Regions from separate parts of the Mus musculus genome. Here all the other regions are linked to region 1. A link is a contact called in public Hi-C and promoter capture Hi-C data. All regions are on one chromosome and are shown on one strand. The core of a region is the stretch at or near the end of the contact, and the rest is flanking DNA. Distances in the headings are between cores, read along the strand shown.

Evidence for each region. A called contact is a pair of places that touch in the nucleus more often than the background predicts. Capture Hi-C pulls out chosen DNA fragments and counts their contacts.
Region 2: a contact with region 1 is called in a Hi-C map of embryonic stem cells, with 1.6 times the contacts expected there. The contact joins the enhancer-like site here to the promoter of Myg1 in region 1. A contact is called at or near these places in 14 of 39 promoter capture datasets (the C10 cell line, cranial neural crest, embryonic stem cells and 8 more), 12 of 484 Hi-C or Micro-C datasets (the G1E-ER4 cell line, cerebellum, embryonic stem cells and 6 more), 10 of 115 datasets of contacts at active chromatin or transcription factors (the SCID.adh cell line, craniofacial prominence, embryonic limb bud and 2 more) and 4 of 9 other capture datasets (adipose tissue, embryonic stem cells, liver and 1 more).
Region 3: a contact with region 1 is called in a promoter capture Hi-C map of liver. The contact joins the promoter of Spryd3 here to the promoter of Myg1 in region 1. A contact is called at or near these places in 11 of 39 promoter capture datasets (the C10 cell line, the HPC-7 cell line, cranial neural crest and 6 more), 2 of 484 Hi-C or Micro-C datasets (the C2C12 cell line and CD4 T cells), 4 of 115 datasets of contacts at active chromatin or transcription factors (the SCID.adh cell line, embryonic stem cells, extraembryonic endoderm stem cells and 1 more) and 4 of 9 other capture datasets (adipose tissue, embryonic stem cells, liver and 1 more).

Annotation. Positions count from the first base shown.
Region 1 is chr15:102,329,762-102,334,309 of GRCm38.p6, reverse strand. Myg1 (melanocyte proliferating gene 1) reads right to left here and starts at 2,601. Exons shown (of 7, transcript NM_021713.2): 1 at 2,357-2,601; 2 at 2,108-2,220; 3 at 1-108. The coding sequence starts at 2,569. Pfdn5 (prefoldin 5) reads right to left here. Exons shown (of 6, transcript NM_027044.3): 6 at 2,820-3,037. The coding sequence ends at 2,961.
Region 2 is chr15:102,175,387-102,180,241 of GRCm38.p6, reverse strand. It overlaps Csad (cysteine sulfinic acid decarboxylase), which reads left to right. Exons shown (of 18, transcript NM_001359126.1): 12 at 155-271; 13 at 349-413; 14 at 640-721; 15 at 1,082-1,281; 16 at 1,410-1,461; 17 at 1,626-1,715; 18 at 2,456-3,244. The coding sequence ends at 2,629. Among named protein-coding and RNA genes, the nearest start is that of Zfp740, 26 kb to the left of the region's middle. Within about 2 kb of position 1,766, at least 25 of the 459 cell types and tissues checked have an H3K27ac peak or open chromatin away from gene starts, as enhancers often do. A contact at or near this core is called in the SCID.adh cell line and embryonic stem cells, where this site is marked.
Region 3 is chr15:102,133,771-102,138,651 of GRCm38.p6, reverse strand. It overlaps Spryd3 (SPRY domain containing 3), which reads left to right and starts at 2,437. Exons shown (of 11, transcript NM_001033277.3): 1 at 2,437-2,516. The coding sequence starts at 2,494.

The DNA.
Region 1 (4,548 bases), core at 1,352-3,851:
TGGGCCAGGAGCTTACGTCCGAAGTGCAAATAGACAAGTCCCGCACTGCTCAGCTTGGTCTGCCATGGCTTTCCAGGGCACAGTGAACTCATGGTTTCTGTAAAAGTCCTGAGGAGCATAGGGAGGGGCTGAGGTGAAGGAGTTGGTTATCAGTGGGATGGGGAGACGAGAAACCACTTGAGAAGATGTTAGCGTGTCCTCTGGTGCCAACACAGGCCTTGGCTGAGAGCTTCTACTCCGACATTCCCATACAGCGGTTTGACTCATCATTGTATGTTGAGTTTTGTGTTTTGAACATTATGGAGAAAAATCAAAGATCCTGTCCTTTAAAGTTCATCTGTGGGAGGGGGACAAACAACAGAGCAACTGTCCCTAACTGTCACTGTCTGTGGTTCCTAAGGGCCTGACCTCCAGATGTCAAGTTCTTTATGTAAAATGGGACAGTGTTTGCCTGTAAAGGACACACATCCTCCTGTTTTTGGAGACAGAGTTTCTCTGTGTTGTCCTGGAAATCATTCCCTGCTTTGGCTCTCACCGCCTGGGATTAAAGGTGCAGACTATCATACGGGGCTACATTCTTTTTCCTTGATGGGAATGGGTTTTATGTGATCCAGGCTAGGCTCAAACTTGCTAACAAACAGATGATGACCTTGAACTCATGACCCTCCAGCCTCTACTCAGGAAGTACTGGAGTTACAGGTGTACACCATGCACCTTGCTCCTCCTCTTGTATCTTTTAGATCATCTCTAAATTACTTATAATGCCTAACAGGTTGCAGATGTTAGGCAAGTAGCTGTTACTTTAGAGGACAAGAAAAGGCTATTCACATCCCACACAGATGATATTTACTCACGTATCCACTTTAAAAAGAACAAAAAGATGCCAGGCGTGGTGGCACACACCTTTAATTCCAGCACTCAGGAGGCAAAGGCAGCCGTATCTCTGTGAGACTGAGGCCAGCCTGGACTACAGAGGCAGTTCCAAGACAGCCAGTGCGATAGAGAAAGGCATGTCTCAAAACAAAACAAAACAAACAACAGAAGGGAACCAATTTTCCTAAATTGGAAAGTGGAATTGTGAGATTTTGGACGTAGGAAAAGTGAAGAAACATATACAAGAAGCGCTTATCTTTCAGCAAAGGTGGGGACATGCACCAGAGCCTGGTTATGTGTCTGAGGTGAGGGAGGACAGTGCAGTGGTACTGGGAATATATAACATGTAACAGCCCATTTCCATGTCTGCTGCTGTGATGAGACACCTGACAAAAATCAACTTCAGAGGCAAAAAATGTTTATTTTAGCTCACAACATCACAACATCCCATCACAGAGGGGAAGGTGGGAGAAACTTAGAATGGGGAGTCACATCTCACCCAGACAAGAGCAGAGAGACAAGTGCATGCAGGCTGCTAGTGCTTGGCCATCTTCCTTCGCTCACACAGCCCAGGGATTAGTGCCTCCCACAGTGGGCAGGGCCTTACAGGGCAATCAAAGACACCCTACAAACACGGCCAACCCCATCTGGATACCCCCTCAACGGACCGATTCCCAGGTGATTCTAGAATCGAAATTTTATCAAACTGATAACTAACCATCATGGGGCTGGAGATGGCTAAAAGAGCTGGCTGCTCTTGCAGAGGAGGCAGGTTCAATTCCCTGCATCCACGCGGTGTCTCATGACTTCTTTAACTCCAATTCCAGGGGATCCTGATACCTTTTTTCCGTCCTCCTTGGACACCAATGCATTTGATGTACAGACATGAATGCAGACAAGACACCCCTACTCTTAAAGTAGAATAAAAACAAAGCAAAAGGCCACCTCAGTAGATTATCCTTGAACTAGAAGGATCCAGCAGCTTGTGGCAAGGACAAGTGAATGGAAAACTGCCAGTGTGAAAAAAAGTTATGGCGGGAGGGACCTGAGGGAGGTTCCAGGCCAAGGAGCAGGCTCGAAGCGAGCTTTAATTCCCAGAGCGATAAATTGCTTGACTTCAACGATGAGGAGGCAGTGGTCTTTGCTGTCATGAACTTGGGCAGTGGGTGGTGGGATTGGAGCACTAAAGCTAAATCAAGAAAGTCAAGAGAACAGGCAGCGAGTGTGAACTCACCTCTGGTGATGATCATAACGGTGACTCTGGGGGTTGTACTCACCGCCCACATCCACCACGATGTCACACGAAGCCAACTTTTCAGGATCCCGAGTCCGCACAATCTCTGCGTTCTGCAGGCACAGAGGAAGGGGCTGTCAGGTAGGAGTCAGGATTAAAGTTGGGTTTCCAGGGCGTGCGTCTCGGGGAAGGCGGTTCTCAGGCCATTGCAGCATCAGAGGGGACCGGGTTAGGTTCGCAGGTCCGTACCGCGTACTCGGGCAGGAGGCGGAGCAACGCGCAAGCCAGAGCTTCATCGCAGTGGAAGGTGCCGTTGTGCGTCCCGATTCGGGGCGGTGCCATGAGGTTGTTGCGAGGTCTTTTAGCGGGCGGATCCTGCTCTGAGCCAAGCATGCGGTGCTGGGCTTGGAGAACTGACCGGAGCGGCAATGTTAAGATACCACGCAGGAAACGTCTACCCATATAGTTCCCTCCAAGGGAAGGTCGACCCGGAAGAGGAAGTGTCAGGCACAGCTTCACTTCCGCCCGCCATCCGTCCCCATGGCAACAACACTGTGCACTACTTAGCGCAAAACCTTTTTACAGGTCCCCAAACCTCTGGTTGGAACCTCTATAAGGCCGTGTGGCTAGGGGGCTCTTGGCAAAAGTACACCTCCTGGGCACTCCCAGTTCAGCACCAGGCCCTTGTTTAATGCAAGAATAGACCACCCCATTTGCGCAGCGGTCACATTTATTAACATTAAACACAAAACACTCTCTTCCCAGGCCACTTTCCCAGGAGGCCATTGCCGGAAAAAGTCCCAGGCCCCTTGAAGAAGGGTCCCTCACTCTGCTTCATTTCTGCAGTGCACTCTCAGGCTTTGACCGTGGCCTGCGCTGCCCCCAGGGCTGTGAGCTGCTGAATCTTCTGGCTCATCATTTCCATGACAGCTACAAGAAAAGAAGGAGCAGTCACAGCCTAGTGAGAACCCAGGGCTAAGAACACTGCCGTTAAACTGTGGGGGACACAAACACACAGACTTAGAGTCTACAGGGTTGTCAGTATGCTAACCACTGGAATGTAAAAATAAACAAAATGTTAACCATAAGCAGAAAAGACTGTCAGACTGGAGGCCATATTCAATCCCTAACACCACTCAAAAAATAAATCAGGAGGCTGCGCCAAGTAGACTGGCTATAGAATCTAGGCTATTTTCTTTTCTTCTTTTTTTTTTTACGGTTTTTCAGACAGGGTTTCTCTGTATAGGCCCGGCTGTCCTGGAACTCACTCTGTAGACCAGTCTGGAAATCAGAAATCTGCCTGCCTCTGCCTCCCGAGTACCGGGATTAAAGGCGTGCGTGCCACCACGCCCAGCTTATTTACAGCCATTTCATCCCGAATCATTAACAGGAATCTTTCTTCTCAGTCATTCAAACACTTACATACGTTACATCACTTTCAGAATCTAGATAATAACACGCCAGATATCAAAGAGAAACAGAAACATCTTTCACGTTGTTGCTTGTTTTGAGACAGGCTCTTTACATAGTCCTGGCTGTCCTCAAACTCACTGAGATCTGCCTCCCACAGAGACATGGTTTTAACCTGGAGGAGATGTCCTCAAGTCTCATGCTACAATCCATATTCTTCCTTCATACTTGTATGGGGTGTGGGCATGTGTCCACCACTAGGCATATGTGATGTGTGGAGGAGACCAACGGAGAACATGAGGCGTCTTGTTGTGCTTTGTCGTTCTCTGCCTACCCCTTGAGACAGGGTCTTTATTGAGCCTCACCAATTCAACTAGGCTGGCCAGCCAGTGAACTCCTAGGATCTATTTGTCTCTGTTCCACCAGCATTGGGCTTACAAGTACTTGGGCCATGTCCACAACTTTTATGTGGGTGCTGGAGATTTGAACTCAAGTCCTCATGGTCATGCAGCAAGCCCACTCAGCCATCTCCCAGCCAGACCTTGTTTGTTTTCTTTTTTAATTTTAATATTTATAGTGTGTGTGTGTGTGTACCTGTACATACCATGTTCATGCAGGAGCTACAGAAGGCATTATCTCCTGGTACTGGAGTTATAGGTTGTTGCAAGCTGCCTGTGTCTTCCGCTAGCACATTAAATGCTAGTAACTGCTGAACCTTTTTCTCTGGCCCGTGTTGTTTTTTTTTTTTTTTTTTTTGAGACATGATCTTGGTATTTACCCTAGCCTGGCCTCCAACCCAGATTACTCACCAAGTACTGAAATTACAGGTGTGCCCCACCACATACGAGTGGATTAATCATTTAAATGGATAGTATGGTAGGTCAATTATATATGTGCATATGCACACACGTATGTATGCATACATAAAATAAATTTTAGCTAGTACCCTTACCATTGCGCTATATGTCCCCAGGCCTATTCAACTATATCTATTTGGGGGTAGGGTCTCACGCAGCCTTGAACTGGCTATG
Region 2 (4,855 bases), core at 517-3,016, 150 kb after region 1:
TCCGCTGAGATGTAGCGTCCGCTGCCTGCAGACTTCAGAGGAGGCTGACTCAGCGTTGGGAAAGGCGTGCAGAGAGCTCAGGGCCTAGCAACAGCCTCTGACCAGTTCTAACAATGACTCCACAGCTTCTTTTTCCTCTACCTTTTGGCCACAGGGCTCTGTGCCATTTCTGGTCAGTGCCACCTCTGGTACCACCGTGCTAGGGGCCTTTGACCCCCTGGATGCAATTGCCGATGTTTGCCAGCGACACGGACTGTGGTTCCATGTGGATGTGAGTGAGACTTGGGTCACGGGGGTAGGGTGGGCTACGCTGAGGCCAAGACCCACGCTGTTCCTCCTGCTCCACAGGCTGCCTGGGGTGGGAGCGTCCTGCTGTCTCGGACACACAGGCATCTCCTGGATGGGATCCAGAGGTGCATATGGCCTCCCTCCCAAACCCCTCCCTTCCAACCCTTGGTTCTCAGGATAGCCACAAACAAGGGAGCCTGGGGAGGGTGAGATGGGACACGGACAGATGATTGATTTTGGATTAGAGGGAGGGTAATTATGGGAATTCTTCCTGGCTGTAGGGGAAGGGTACCCTTGACCTTGATCTTGATTGGAGGAGCCACTGACCCAGCTTTGCCTTGTCTTACCCAGGGCTGACTCTGTGGCCTGGAACCCTCACAAGCTTCTCGCCGCAGGGCTGCAGTGCTCCGCTCTTCTTCTCCGGGACACCTCGGTGGGTCTGCCCTGGTTCCAGACCCCAGCCTTCCTTTCTCTAGACCCTAGTTTATCTGTCTCACCAGAGAGTTCTGGGCCTTAACGTGCTCCCTTAGCTCTCCCAGCCGAAGCCACACCTCTCTGACCACCCTAACCCCGTGTTGAGCTCCATGTGCCCAGGGAATTGTTTCCATGGGACAGAAAGGATTTCTGTCTTGTTCTTATGGTCGGAGGGATCTGGGGCGGAATTTGGGAAGAGCTCTTGTGTTGGCAGGCAGCTGCCTCAGTGCTGCTAACTCCAGGGAGGAGAGAGGAGACTGAGCTGAGACCCTGCTGCGTAGCGCCTCAGGACGACCTGCTGATAGCTTCCTCCCCACAGAACCTGCTCAAGCGCTGCCATGGATCCCAGGCCAGCTACCTCTTCCAGCAAGACAAGTTCTACGATGTGGCTCTGGACACCGGAGACAAAGTGGTGCAGTGTGGCCGCCGCGTGGACTGTCTGAAGCTATGGCTCATGTGGAAGGCACAGGGTGGGCAGGGGTTGGAGCGGCGCATCGACCAGGCCTTTGCTCTCACCCGGTAAGCATGAAGGACCCAGATCGCCTTCTCTTCCACTCTCCATGGCCTTCCTGGGGCCTCTGTAGGCCTCCCCCGCCTCCCTGTTGCCTCCTTTCCCCCATGTGTGCTTTCTTACCCTTTCCCCCCAGGTACTTGGTGGAGGAGATTAAAAAGCGGGAAGGATTTGAGTTGGTAATGGAGGTAGGACTCCTGGCTCCTTTGAATGCCTCTCCCAGCCCCCACCTTGTTCCAGACATGAAGCCTCATAAAGGACCAGGAGCAAAGACAGGGAAACAACCCCTTCTTTCCTTCCTTCCTCCCTCCCTTCCTTCCCCAACTCATGCCTCCCTCATCCCTCCCCTCAGCCCGAGTTCGTCAACGTGTGCTTCTGGTTTGTGCCTCCCAGCCTTCGGGGGAAGAAGGAGAGTCCAGATTACAGCCAAAGGCTGTCTCAGGTAGTCTAGTCTTTGCCCTCTGGTAACCCAGTTCCAGGAACTAAGCAGCAGGTATGTTTCTGCCCTCTGCTGGCTCTGCCTGGTATTGCATATTCCTGCCTATTGAGATGGCAGGCACCTCCTTACCCTCATTTTTAATGGGGGGCAGGTAGGGAGAAAAATATATTTCTGGAAAGAAAGGAAACAGAGATGGGGTTACCAGAGGAAGTCACCAGCGTGCACCACGCAGATGTCTGTGCTGGAACTAAGGCCAAAGACAGATCAGGAATAGCTCATCATCCCAGATAGGCTTGCAGAGGCAGGGGGATATGTTATATCCTTACTCCTAAGAATGGGTTAGTGCTGGCAGCCTCAGTAACCTGCAGGAACATCAACGCCCTGCCCTCCTGGGGCTGTCACTGCAGAGGTGGTGTCCCCTGTGTACACTTGTGTTCAAGGCGGCTTGGTAAGTTACCTCTAGATTACATGGCACAGCTCAGAAATATGCCGGGAACTAAGGGGGGGAGAAGGTATTGAGGCTGGGAGTAGCAGTGCTGAATATCAGAGACAGGTCTGGCTCGGTGGTTCCCAGCTCCAACTTTCCTAGAGAGAGGAGACAGAGGAAGAAAGCAGGGTTCGGAGAAGGCCACTCAGGTTACATGTGGTGGGAAAGGAGTGTGAGCAGTGAGTGTGCCGCAGAGGTGTGGGGACGGCGCAGGGAGCTGGGCCGGCTGCTTCAGCTCTCCCTCTGCTACCCACAGGTGGCCCCTGTGCTCAAGGAGCGCATGGTGAAGAAGGGGACCATGATGATTGGCTACCAGCCCCATGGGACCCGGGCCAACTTCTTCCGAATGGTGGTGGCCAACCCCATACTGGCCCAGGCCGATATAGATTTCCTTCTGGGCGAGCTGGAGCTCCTGGGCCAGGACCTGTGAGCTGCTTCTGCTCTCTGCCCCACCCAAGCTCTGCGTAGTCTCCTGGGTTCTCAAAATCGACCTTTCTAGGAAACAGTGGCCTTGACTGTGTGTGCTCCCACACACTCACTCTCCCAGCTAAGTATTGGCTGTCAGGAAGGTGTCTAAACACACTACAGTATGTTCTTACGAAATATGCTTTTATTAAGTTGGGCACAGGGGCACACACCTTTACTACCAGCATTGGGGGGACAGAAGCAGCCAGTTTGAGGCCAGCCTGGACTACAGAGCTGGGCTACACAGAGAAACTGTCTCAAAAAGAAAAAAAGAAAAGAAAAAAAGAAATATTTTTCATTAAAATTATGTTTATAAAGAATTTTTATTAATATGAGAGAAATGGTACAATGTATTGAAAAGCTGGATATGAGTTTATGAATCACAGTATCTGAGTTAGGCTAAAAATCACATAGGAAAAGGCTGTCGGTGGAACTGTGCCAAAGGTCAGCAGTTTTCCCTGGAACGGGATATTAGGTTATTCCCAAATCAACCTCTCAGACCTTTTGTGCTTCCCCATTTTATTGTGTAACAACATCACATACTTCTGAAATAGGACAATAAAGCTGCGGTTTCCATTATATTTTGGTATGTTTTAAAGCTTTATTTCTAACTAAACAATAGAGAACTTGAAGCAAGCAAACAGAAAGTACATGAGAGATATCGTCTCTACTCAGAATCGTAGTGGGAGAGACGCCTCAGGGTGGGGTCAGTCATATGTAATAGCACCTTGGGATATCAGAAACAAAACAGGCAGGCATGGCACCTTTAAACCCAGCACTGAGAGGCAGAGGCAGATAAACCTCTGTGAGGTCCAGCCAGCCAGAGCCACACAGCGAGACCTAGTAAGAAGGAAGGAGGAAGGAAGACAGGCCCAGATTTTATCTGGAAATAAGAACCCCATCTTCTTACCTCCCCTAGTGTTTTGAAACTGTCTCACTCTGTAGCTCAAGCTATCCTTAACTCACTGTGTAGCCCAGGCTAACTAGCTTCATACCTTCTCCTGCCTCAGTAGCTTCCTGAATGCTGTGATTCCAGGTACGAGCACCATATCTCAGCCCGCCTGCCTGTCTGCCTGTCTGTCTGTCTGTCTGTCTATGTTTTGTTTGTTTTGAGCTAGCTATATACTTCTGACCCTCCTGCCTTCACCTCTCCTGGGATTACAGGCACACGTCACTACATCAGGTTTATTGTTTTGTGTTTTTTTTGAGGCAAGGCCTCACCTAACCTATGCTGGCCTTGAACTCCTGATCCTCCTGCATTCCACATGAGTGCCATTTTTTGCTGCTATGCCCGGCCCTGCTACTTGTAAAAATCCTCATTAAAACAAAACAAGCAAACAAAAAAGAGCCAGGGTTGTAGCCTGCTCAAAACTAAGGCAACTAGACTGCTAGGCAAACGCTTTGCACAGAGCCCTTATGGGCTGAGGGGTACTTCAGTGGTAAAGTGCTTGCCGTGCTTGCCTTTACCACTGTTCAAGAGGCTCCCAGTTGAGGCTTCTGCTGTGCTTCTCGGCCCAGATCCGTGCTCCACCTGAGGACCTGCAGTGCCCCAAGAACACCGGGCAGTTGTGTTCTCCAGCCTCCCTTTAGAGGCGGCCACTCCTGCAGGTGACCTTCACAGCTCTGTCCTCAGATGATCCGGTTTCAGCCTCCAGGACATGCTGCGCTCTTGCATCTCTCAGCCACCCAAAAGCCTCAGGGCGACAGAGACTGAGGCAGAGCCGCCTGGGCCTCTGAGCCGAGATAGAACACGGTGATGATCTCTAGACTGGAATTTTCCGCATAGTACGGGGATTTAGCCTGATGGCTCAATTTTGACAGTATTCGTAGAGTATATTTTAACCACACACTCCACTACCAACATAATTAGAATGCATATTGAGTTACTTTATTTAATTGAAATTTTTTTCAGACAGGGTCTCACTGTGTGCAGCCCTGGCTGTCCTATAACTCACTTTGTCGACCAGATTGACCTCGAACTCACAGTGATGCATTTGCCTTTGCCTCTGCCTCCCAAGTGCTGGGACTAAAGGCTGCACCACTGTGCCTGTCCACATAGTTCTTTATGGCCTGTTTTCGGCTTTTTCTTACAATATACATTAAATAGTCTGTCTGCTCCTGGGGCTGTTGAGATGTCTCATTAGGTAAAGGTGGTTCTTGCCAAGTGAAATAACCTGAGCTTGAATCTCAG
Region 3 (4,881 bases), core at 1,188-3,687, 200 kb after region 1:
GGGACCCACCTGGTGGAAGGAAAGAAGCAACTCCTGAAGCTGCTCTCTCATCTTTATCCACTTAGGCCATGTCAGGCATGCATTCTACCTCCAGTAAATAAAAAGTAAATACTTATCAAAACAGGTGCATGTCACCACACCTGACATTGCACAGTAAATAAACGAGGCACTGCATAAGAGTGAATCGTGATTAGGCTGTGTTTGCTCTAAGTTATTCTATATTGTGTAAAATGGTGGCTTTCAGGCTGTCTTGCCTTGTGTGACTCGTACAAGTAGTATCTGGCTCTACTTGGAGTGGGACTCTGCATATACATACCACTAGCACTACGTATGAATCCTAGACTGATAACTAAGAGTGAAAAGGTGGCCTGGAGAGATGGCTCAGCGGGTAAAGACATTGACTGTTCTTCCTAGAGGACCCAGATTCAAGTCCCATGAATCCATAGGGCAGCTCACTGTCTGTAACTCACACAGATGGTGCATAGATTATATATATCAATATATGATCTATCTATCTATTTACCTATATACAAAACAGACACATACACACACACACACACATATATATGCAGGCGAAGCACTAAAGTAAATAGTTAATTTAAAAAGTGAAAGGTAGGGCTGGAGAGATGGCTCAGAGGTTAAGAGCACTAACTGCTCTTCCAGAGGTCTTGAGTTCAATTCCCAGCAACCACATAGTAGCTCACAACCATCTGTAATGAGATCTGGTGCCCTCTTCTGTATACATAATAAATAAATAAATCTTGTTTTTTAAAAGTGAAAGGTACCACTCTATAAATGGATCCAAATACAAACGATTGAGACTATACAGTCAGTGGGCGTGTTAAAATCACTTAAGTGTCATCAGGTTCAAGAAAAACGGCGGGAAGTGATGGTGCACGCCTTTAATCCCAGCAGTTGGGAGGCAGAGGCAGGTGGGATTTCTGAGTTCAAGACCAGCCTGGTCTACAGAGTGAGTTCCAGGACAGCCAGTGCTACACAGAGAAACCCTGTCTTGAAAACAACAACAACAAAAAGAATGTATTAAACATAATCAGACCAAGAAACACCCTCAGTTGGACCCCATGAGGAAGGTGTCTAACACTCTGGGGACAGTGGTCCCTACCAACTACCTTGTGTGTGCCTCAAAGGACAACAGAGAAATGCTGACTGTTTCTGGGGCTTCAGCCCAACTGGGGTCCACAGCTGATGGAACCTACTCGCATTACGGGTTGCCCACGTATTCATCCATACCCAGTCTCACATTTTGCCTCTGAAGGTGTTCAGCCCTGTGACCTGCAGCTATGGCTGCATCCCAGGCTGGAACCTTCAGCAGCTCCCCAGCTAGGTTTGTTCTCTGGCTGCAGTGACTTTGCACTCTATCAGCTCTTGTCTCTAGTAAGGCCTCTGAACTCTTGAATTATGCTGTGGCTTCTTTAACCCTTTTCTAGCCATGTTGTTAACCTACATAAGTACACACAGGATATGTAATCTGTGACCCAAGAGTTAGTAATTAATATTAAAGTAAAAGTTCATGTGTTTGGTAAGGGCCCATTATCAATGTAAATCAGGTCTAATTGGCAAATTGCCGCCAATGAAGCTGACATCGCTTGCTGATGTATTTGATACTCAATAAATTTAGATGTGGAAAGACACAAATATGTTCGTTTATGTTTCTGACACAGGATGAGTCTTTCTGGAAAGAATATTCAGTCTTAAGAGCAAAACGTTGAAGTCGTCCAAGAATCCCAATTCCTTCCAAGGACAATCATACCCTTTATAGGAGGTGCATGATAAAGATTAGTATCCTTTCCGGTACATTCTGACCCGAGCTAACTTTTCCTACCAAGCCCAAGCCCAAAGAGCACCCGGGTTTCATCCCACTGTGCCTTTTGCATATGTTCTCTCCTGTTCTGGAACGCCTGTCCTGGAATGAACGAACGTGGTGCAAAGGGGTGCTCCGGAGAGAAGAAAGCATGTGGTGCCAGCCGAGTGCTGCCGCTGTGGAGATCAGCCTCTGGCTTCTCACGCGTAAAATAGGAGATAACATTAAAAAAAAATCCCCCCCCCCATGCCGTTAAGTGGCTCAAAAGGACATTCCAGAGAGGTTTTTAGCATCACTTCTGGCTCTGGGAACACGAAGCTCGCGCACGGGCACAGGGACCTACTCCGCCCCAAGGGAGCCGCCCCTTGACCGCCTCCCTGAGCTCCAGGCGTCCGAGGTGGCGTCCGGGCAGCCACGTCGCCTCCCCCACCCTCCCGACACCAGGGTTCCTCAGACGCCGCCGAGTGTTAGGTACCCAGCTCACCGGGCCGCGCTCCGCACCGCCTGTGCCCTGCGATTGGCTGCTGAGGGCGCCCATCTTCAAGAAGCGCTGCGGATTGGTCAGATTTAGCGGTGGGGGCGGGCCTGACGGAGCAGAGGAAGGGCGGGGACCCGGATGTGTGTGGTGGCGGCGGCCGAAGAGCTACAACGCGGAGCTGAGAGGCCTATGGATGAGGAGGACGCGGCGGCCCCGGTAGGCGGGGATCGGGGGCGGGGTCCCGGAGGCCTCGGTCTCTGCAGATCTCGAGGCGGGGGTCCTGGGCGACGGCTGCGGCCTCAGGGCGGGGCCAGGGGCTCCGGTCACGGGCGTTCCTCTCGCCGCGCACCCTCCCCATTGCAGCCAGGGCCTGTGACGACGGGGCGTAGCCTCATTGACAGGTTAAGGCCGGGTGGTCCCGGGTGTCACCTGAGAGACCCCGCGGTCCTGAGGCCGTGCCCGGACCCAGTGCGGCGGCAGCTGCTTGGTGCTGAGGCTGTCAGGTTCTCGAAGATCCGATGCCTTCAGATCTGGGGCTCCGGCATCTACCTGGGTTCGAGTCCTGGCCCAGGGCCCTGGGGGATCCCAGTGCTGCGCCGCAGGTGTCTGCTCTTGTGGGGCATGTGCTGGTCTGTAGCTCCTGCAGAAGAGCCCCAATGTGCACATTGGGATCGAACTCAGCTTAGCCCAGGATTGCTAAGCACCTACTGTGTGTAGGGCACAGTGCCAGGTGTTTGGGAGGCAGGAAGAAAATATTTCTTCATGGTTTTCCCGCTTTTGGATCTCTGGAAGATTTTATTCATTCATTCATTTACTGGCCTTGCTGGTTGTCTAAATACCGAGAGAGTCCCATGTTTTTCTCCGGTACTGCTGCTGCTTTAGGGGCTGCGGCCCTCTGAATTCTGTTACAACTTGGAGTTAAGATCTGCTAAGTTGTTTTTTCTTTTGTTTGAGACAGGGCCTCACTGTGTAGCCCTGTCTACCCTGGCACACACTATGTAGAGCAGGCTGTTGAAGAATTCAGAAATCCGTTTACCTCTGCGGACTAAAAAGGGCTGGGGTTCTGGCAGAAGAGAAGGCTCAGTGAATTGAACAGCATGGGCTTCAGGCAGGGTGGGGGTACACACTTTAATCCTAGCACCCAGGAGGCAGAGGCAGGCCAGAGTTCAAGGCTAGTAAGTTGCAGGACAGCCAGAGGTACACAGAGAAACCCTGTCTCAGAAAAACAAACAAACAAAAAATTCATACCGTTTCTTGTTTACAATTCCCTAGAAGTTTTTCATTACCCTTGAAATAAAATTTAAAAGTCCTGACTGTGGATAGACTCTTGCTTTACCCTGTTCTTTTTGTTTTTTTAGACAGGGTTTCTCTGTCTAAACCTTGCTGTCTTCTGAAATTTGCTTTGAGACCAGGCTGGCTGCCTCTTAGTCATAGATAACCACCTGCCACTACCTCTGGAGTGTTGGCATTAAAGGCCTGTGCTTCCATATCTTGCCACCTTATTCTACTCTGGTTTTTTTTTTGTTGTTGTTGTTTTGTTTTTGTTTTTGGAGACAGGGTTTCTCTGTATAGCCTTGGCTGTCCTGGAACTCACTTTGTAACCAGGCTGGCCTTGAACTCAGAAATCCGCCTGCCTCTGCCTCCTGAATGCTGGGATTAAAGACCTGCGCCACCACCCACCACCGCCTGGCTTCTTATTTTTTTTTAAGATTTATTTATTTTTTGTAAGTACACTGTAGCTGTCTTCAGACACACCAGAAGAGGGCATCAGATCTCATTACAGATGGATGTGAGCCACCATGTGGTTGCTGGGATTTGAACTCAGGACCTCTGTCTGTGCTCTTAACTGCTGAGCCATCTCTCCAACACCTCCTCTCCCCCCTTACCTTATTGTCATTCACTTTCCCTACATACAATGGCTCTGGTGGGCTGTTTTTCTCTGCCATGACACCTTTTTTCTAACCATGGGCCTGAGCAACTGTTTCTTCTGTATGGAATGGTTTTTGTTACACTGTTACACTGCCTGCCTCTCTTTCAGTTTTTCAGGCAGTACCTCAGAGTCTGTCCCTGTCCGCTATTTTGTTACATCTCTGTGGGTTTTTTTTTTTTTTTTTTCTTCCACTGGTTAAAATGACCATTTGTGGGCTGGAGAAATGGCTCAGTGGTTAAGAGCACTGACTGCTCTTCCAGAGGTCCTGAGTTCAAATCCCAGCAACAACATGGTGCCTCACAACCATCCGTAATGGAAGAGTGACAATGTACTTACATATAATAAATAAATAAGACAAAAAATTTTTTAAAAAATATGACCATTTGTATTTATTATCTGCCATGCTCCCCTATGCCCACTTGAGTGGAAACTCTGTGAGAACAAGCATCCAGATTCCTCTACCTTGCTCATAACTTTGTTCCTAACTCTGATAACAGAGCACACGATAAACAATAAAAATCCTAATAAAGGTCGAGCGGTGGTGGCGCAGGCCTTTAATCCCAGCACTTGGGAGGCAGAGGCAGGCAAATTTCTGAGTTCGAGGCCAGCCTGGTCTACAAAGTGAGTTCCAGGCCAGCCAGGGCTATAGAG